Regions from separate parts of the Mus musculus genome. Here region 2 is linked to region 1. Evidence: chromatin contacts called from public Hi-C data. All regions are on one chromosome and are shown on one strand. Each heading gives the region's core, a stretch centred on a gene start, on an enhancer-like site or on the middle of the called end of the contact. The rest is flanking DNA. Distances are from core to core; before and after follow the strand shown. Region 1 has its middle 34 kb from the start of Gm35748. Region 2 overlaps Ppp1r1c (protein phosphatase 1, regulatory inhibitor subunit 1C).

Region 1 (2,802 bases), core at 79-2,578:
TGGTAAGAGTTTTCATCTATCTTTATTTTCAATGTCTTTTTGGAAAGTGCCTTAGGCTACAGACTGGTGCTGGCCATCTAACCATCATTTTGAACATGATAGTCTGAATTCAAAAAATAGTATATGGTCCAGAGGCATATGATTTCAGTGTATAACCCTCATAATATTATCAGATGGATTCCTCTGACCTTATTCTGGTGTTCATGGCTTTGGAAATAAAGAAAGTTCTATGGAGGATTTGACTTAGGTCTTAAAAGGACAAAAAGAAAGTGATGGCTACCCAGGCCCCAGAAATTTCACAAATTATATATTCAAGCAAGAAAAGTCAGGGCAGGAAGCACAGAGCAAGATCAAAAGAATTGGGCCACTGGGTACAAAATCATGGCATCTGCCTGCACACTTGGGCTTTAGTCCATGGATACTTTTAGAGTAGCTGAATTTTGAGAACGTAGGACTATAGTGGTTAAACTGATCTGTAGAGGGCAGAAGGCTATAAGCAACATGCTAGAGAAGACTGAGAATAAGGAGTAACACTGGATAATATTTAAAGAGAGTACGAATGGAGAGAAGAAAAGACTTGGATTGTGGTGGAGGTCTTGAACACAAAGAGAAAGGGGAAAAGTAGAGATGTCTTCTGGAAGCATGTGCAGTTGGCAAGGAGCTGAAAGGGGAAGGGCTGTTCATGGTGGGCTGAGGCTTCGGACTAACCGAAGCTGTTTCCAGAAATAGAAAGTGGAAGCACCGAAGAACGAGGACAAGAATGTTCCGGGGAGAATATGACGAGTTAATTAGCTACACATAGGTAATGTAAGTAGGGATAATTGAGTGCTTATAAAATTAGATGTGTGGGTCAGAGGAAATTAAGCCTCCGCCAATGAACTGACATCTGTGTTCATTTCTCTTTTGGTGCTGACTGTTGTGGATTAGGACGAAAGGTGAATTGCAATCACCGAGTTTGTTTAGATCAAGCACAACATCATCCTTATCTGAATACCTAACTCTCTCCCTGCTTAGCCTCTGTTCATATCAATAGGCATTCTTACTGCAATCTAACTCGCTGTCTCCATGAAATCCCCAGCAAACAGAGAGTATCTGACTCCCTTTTTACTGCTGTATGACAGCTGGAAAAGGTTACTGGTTCTGAACCCAGATAGTTTCGGTCTCATTCTCCCGCTGAACTCCCATAATTAATCTTTTCCAGACTGACAATAATTCCACTGTCTCCATTTCAGAGAAACTCATGGTGTTTCTAACACTTCAGATAACTCATTACTGGGTTAGAAAGGAATGGCGATACTCCACCAGGCTTCTCCGGTTTCTCCGTGTGCTGTCAGGTCAATGCTCTCAGCACAGCTAAGCAGGGACAGATGGTGCCCATTCCCTCAGTGACAGAACCATCCAGCAATGTCAAAGGCATTTACATCCTTGAGAGAGAAATGTTTTATGACTAAAAGTTTCCCACCATGTGTACTTCAGGACACCGAAATGAAACTCCAGGAACAATTCATGTCCAATTATGTTAAACTTTAATTACATGAATCATTTAAAAATAAACTCAGTTGCTCTCTTCCGTTAGCAATTCTCCAGGGACCTTTTCTAAAAGGGCATTAGTGCACTTGACTTGAAGGTCTCTACAGTAATGAACATGTAAAACTCAAGATTGGACACATGTTCTACCATGAAGACACATACTTATACTACTGAAGAGAAAGTAGGGGGCAGAGGGAGAGCTGCTTAGGAAAGGGATGCCAGTCCAGATTGTAGGGACAAAGCTTTCTATTTCTTTAACTATAGTCCTTAACCTTTATGGATGACAAAGGTTTTTGTTTGTTTGATTTTGTAAATACAAACTCACAGACTCTGCTTAAATAACAGAAATCTGACATCTGAATGTAATAGAATAGGCCTGCAATCTCATCTCAAGGGAAGCCAAGACTGGAGGACTTGGGCTTTGAGGTCAGTCTGGGCTGCCTAGAGAGACCCTGTATCAACAAAGTCCAGTGAGACGATAGGGGAAGGGATAAATTTGAAGAGTCTGCTGATTTGCATTTTAGTCCCACATGATCTTTGCTAACTGACTTATTTTCTGAATCTCAGATCTCTCATAAAGAACAAAGATTTATGGCTAAGATCTCCCATGCTTCTGAAATGTCAACAGTATGATTTACCCAGATAAAAACAGTGAACCGATTGTGATATGACATAGTTTGCAGAAGTACATTTTTCTGAGGTTCAGCAGATAAAGTACTTGATAGTGAAACATGAGGATCTGAACTGAGATCACTCTTTTACTCTTAAAACATGCTAAGCATGACAGGGTGTGCTTGTAATCCCAGAGATGGGAGACAGAAACAGGAGGATTCCCTAGAGCTCACTAATGAGCCAATATGGCTTGACTTAAAGTTGGCAAGCTCTGGGTTCAGTGACAGTCCCTTTTCCAAAAATATTTGGGGAAAATGATCAAAAAACATGACTGGTATAGACCTCTGCCATCCATGGCACATATAGCTGCATGTGCATGTATGTTCTATACACATAAACACATATGTTAATTCTAGAACTAAGTTTATGTTCTAGAGTCAGAAATAATTAAAAATCCTGTAGTATTTTTGTCTTCTCCTTATTTGGAGATGACAGCAATTCTAATCTTGAATATATCAGAACTAGGAACACAGTTCCATATTTACCATGTTAATTTCACTTTCGAGTGTTTCTACCATCAAAGTTGTGTTAAGAGTTAAGCTATAGTTATGGTAAACAAAACATATGCATTGTATAGTTTGCAGTTACCCCTTATGGTTT
Region 2 (2,802 bases), core at 224-2,723, 700 kb after region 1:
CATGCCCACATACAGGTGAATATGCATACACATGCATGCATACATCCACACATCAAAATATCTGTTAAATAGGTGAATGAATTCTGAGTATCTGTAAGTTTCACATCTGTCTAACACTCATAGCGTGCTAAAGGAAAGGGATGGTTAAAATGGGATTAATCTTAAATACCTCTTAGCACACATCCGTAGTTGGACTTACTACATGTTTTTCTTTGTTGGTCAGAATTATAAATGCTTAATTTTGATTTTTGTGTAGCTTTCTAATCTGCTTTGTATAGCTTTTAAAGGCTTTATAAGTTGTGCACAGGTAATAATTGTTAATGAGTTCTTGTGGGATGCATCCATAGCCTAGGAGATATTTTTCATCAAGTGCAGGGAATGATGCTAATTCAATGATCTAATCCAAATGCTGACATCATCCCTAAAGAGCACAGTGGTCCCTCTCCTATCAGATTTCCTTTTAGAAATGAGTATCATTCTGTAGTTTTCAGCCGTTTCCTTTTATGGGATTTCACAGAACCTTTTGCTTTGTAGAATTAAAAGCCTACATACATATTCACTAATAGCAGACAAGTAAGTATTCTGCAGTAGATTATTATAAGTGGGACTTGTAGGTGATTGCTGGCAACTGTTCTCCCTTAAGTTTGCTAGAAGAATAAATAAGAAGGCGTGTGAAACTTTTATAGTAACTTACCATTTCCCGCTCAGAGGCTGAACTGTCGATAAATCTTGATCCTGATGCCTTAAGCACTAAAAACAGCCCCTTAGAAATGTGCTCGGGAAACTTGTAGAGATCTAGTCTTTGTTTAAACTTCCAAAGATAAAATGATTACTAACTGGGCAACCACTCCTACTAATTTTGAGTCTGTTGGTGTTCATTCATAGCAGGCTGATGGCATTTGGAGTTTGTTTGGCCATCAGAGTTCATGGGTAGCAGTCAAAGCAGTGGGAACGGAGACTGCCGTCTAACAGAAGGAAGTCTGTCTCCACAATTAGTGCAGCTAACTCAGGCAGTTTTCTTATCTTTTTATTTCCTTGGCCCTGGGGAAGTTGCACGGGTTCCCGACGCCACTGACCATCTATTTTTCTCTCCTACCTCGTAAGACGTTCTTGCTTCAGACCTGTGTTTGGTTTAATGTAATCAAGACAAGGATAAATAAATTTGCTAATAGGGTCATATGCAGAAAGCCTGATATAAACATGCCGGGCCTGTGTGAATCACATTACTTTTTTTCTCAGTAGACAAAACATGTCTTGTGCAAATTCGTTTATGCTGTCTTAATAAAAAAACCCCAGAGGAGCTAGAGCCCCAGATGCTTTCAGTAGACTCAGTCTCACAAGCTGGAGGAGAAGAACGAATAAACAGCTGGATTTACTTTTATCTGGACAGCAGGGTCAGACTTAAGACTTGCACTGTGCAGTCCACCATTTCTGTCTTGGTTTTTGTAAACGAAATTCTGCGATAGCACTGAAGAAAAAGAAAAAAACCAAGTATGAAAACGAATCTTTCAAAGGCAATTCCAGCTGGAGCCAGAAAGCACTAAAATAGATCCCAGCTGTTTGGATTATCTCAACCCAAGAACAACTAAATCCTGCCACAGAAAGCACTACTGCTAGTAAACCTGAAGTTGTGGGTAGCTACAAAGCAAAGCCCTCACAGACCACCCCACGAAGCAGTAGCTTGGAAAGGCTAGTGAGCAGATCGGATTAACTGTTACTTGTGGGTTTTAGCTGTCCCAACCTCTCCTCCTTGGAATTTCAAACCAATTTAAGCCTGAACACACTTCACCAGATGTGTGTGTTTCCAAGTAAGCAGAAGCCAGTGACTTTCTGGGAAATCTTTACATTTTTCCACCTCTAAGAAAAAACAAACGCCTTGTATATTTTATCAGCATGCTAATCAATTGTAGAAGCGCTCGTTCCTTTATGCATTCTGACGACCAAACACCTGCCAAAAGCAACTTAAGGAAGGAAGGATAAATTTTAGTTTTCAGTCTTAAAGGATGTAGTTGTCACTGGGGGGAGATGGGAGAAAGGAACAAGAGGGCTTACTGCATTGTTTATTTAGTAAGAAAACAGACAGAGATGAAGGCTGGTGATTAGTTGGTACAGTCTCTGTGCGCCCTGTGAACCCATGACGGCTGGTTCTGTGGGTTTTCTTGTGGTGTCCTTGGCCCTCTGGCTCCCATAATCCTTCCTCCGCTCTTCCACCATATTCTCCCAGTCTCGTGCTTGGCTGAGGGTCCGCATCTGACTCCATTAGTTGCTAGGTGAAGCCTCTGATGACGGTTGGTCTAGGCACCAGTCTGTGAGTATAGCAGATTATCCCCCAGGTCTCGGGGCTATCTAGCCTCAGGGTCTGGCCCTCCAGAAAATGTCGGGGTGGACTCCCTCTCATGGCAGTGGGTCTCAACGGTTGGCTGCGTCCACAATTTCTGTACCCCCTTTACTCCAGGACGTCTTGTAGGCAGGAGAAATTATAGGTCAGGGGTTTTGTATCTCGGTTGATGTCCCAATCCCTCCACTGGAAGTCTTGCCTGGTTACAGGAGATGGCCAGTTCAGGCTTCACATCCCCCAGGCTGGGAGTCATAGCTAGGGTCGCTCTCACAGATTCCTGGTCATTTCCGTTGCACTAAGCTTCTAGCTCGTCCCAACAGTTTCTTGATTTCTCCCTTCCCTTTATGTCTAGGACCCAAACCCATTCACCTGTGCTCCCTAGTTCAGGATTCAGGGTTGGTGCTCCATGTTCATTCAGACTCCACTGGAAACACTTACACAGGCATAGCCTAAAGCTTACCTCT

Evidence for each region. Hi-C and Micro-C count contacts between places; a contact is called where the count stands out from the background.
Region 2: a Hi-C map of uterus shows a contact between it and region 1, with 2.7 times the contacts expected there. The contact joins two enhancer-like sites. A contact is called at or near these places in 2 of 484 Hi-C or Micro-C datasets (both in uterus) and 1 of 115 datasets of contacts at active chromatin or transcription factors (embryonic fibroblasts).

The regions. Positions count from the first base shown.
Region 1 is chr2:79,086,688-79,089,489 of GRCm38.p6, forward strand. No RefSeq gene overlaps it. Among named protein-coding and RNA genes, the nearest start is that of Gm35748, 34 kb to the right of the region's middle. Within about 2 kb of position 1,329, at least 94 of the 459 cell types and tissues checked have an H3K27ac peak or open chromatin away from gene starts, as enhancers often do. A contact at or near this core is called in uterus, where this site is marked.
Region 2 is chr2:79,784,343-79,787,144 of GRCm38.p6, forward strand. The region is part of intron 4 of Ppp1r1c (protein phosphatase 1, regulatory inhibitor subunit 1C); the gene reads left to right. Among named protein-coding and RNA genes, the nearest start is that of Ppp1r1c, 78 kb to the left of the region's middle. Within about 2 kb of position 1,474, at least 19 of the 459 cell types and tissues checked have an H3K27ac peak or open chromatin away from gene starts, as enhancers often do. A contact at or near this core is called in uterus, where this site is marked.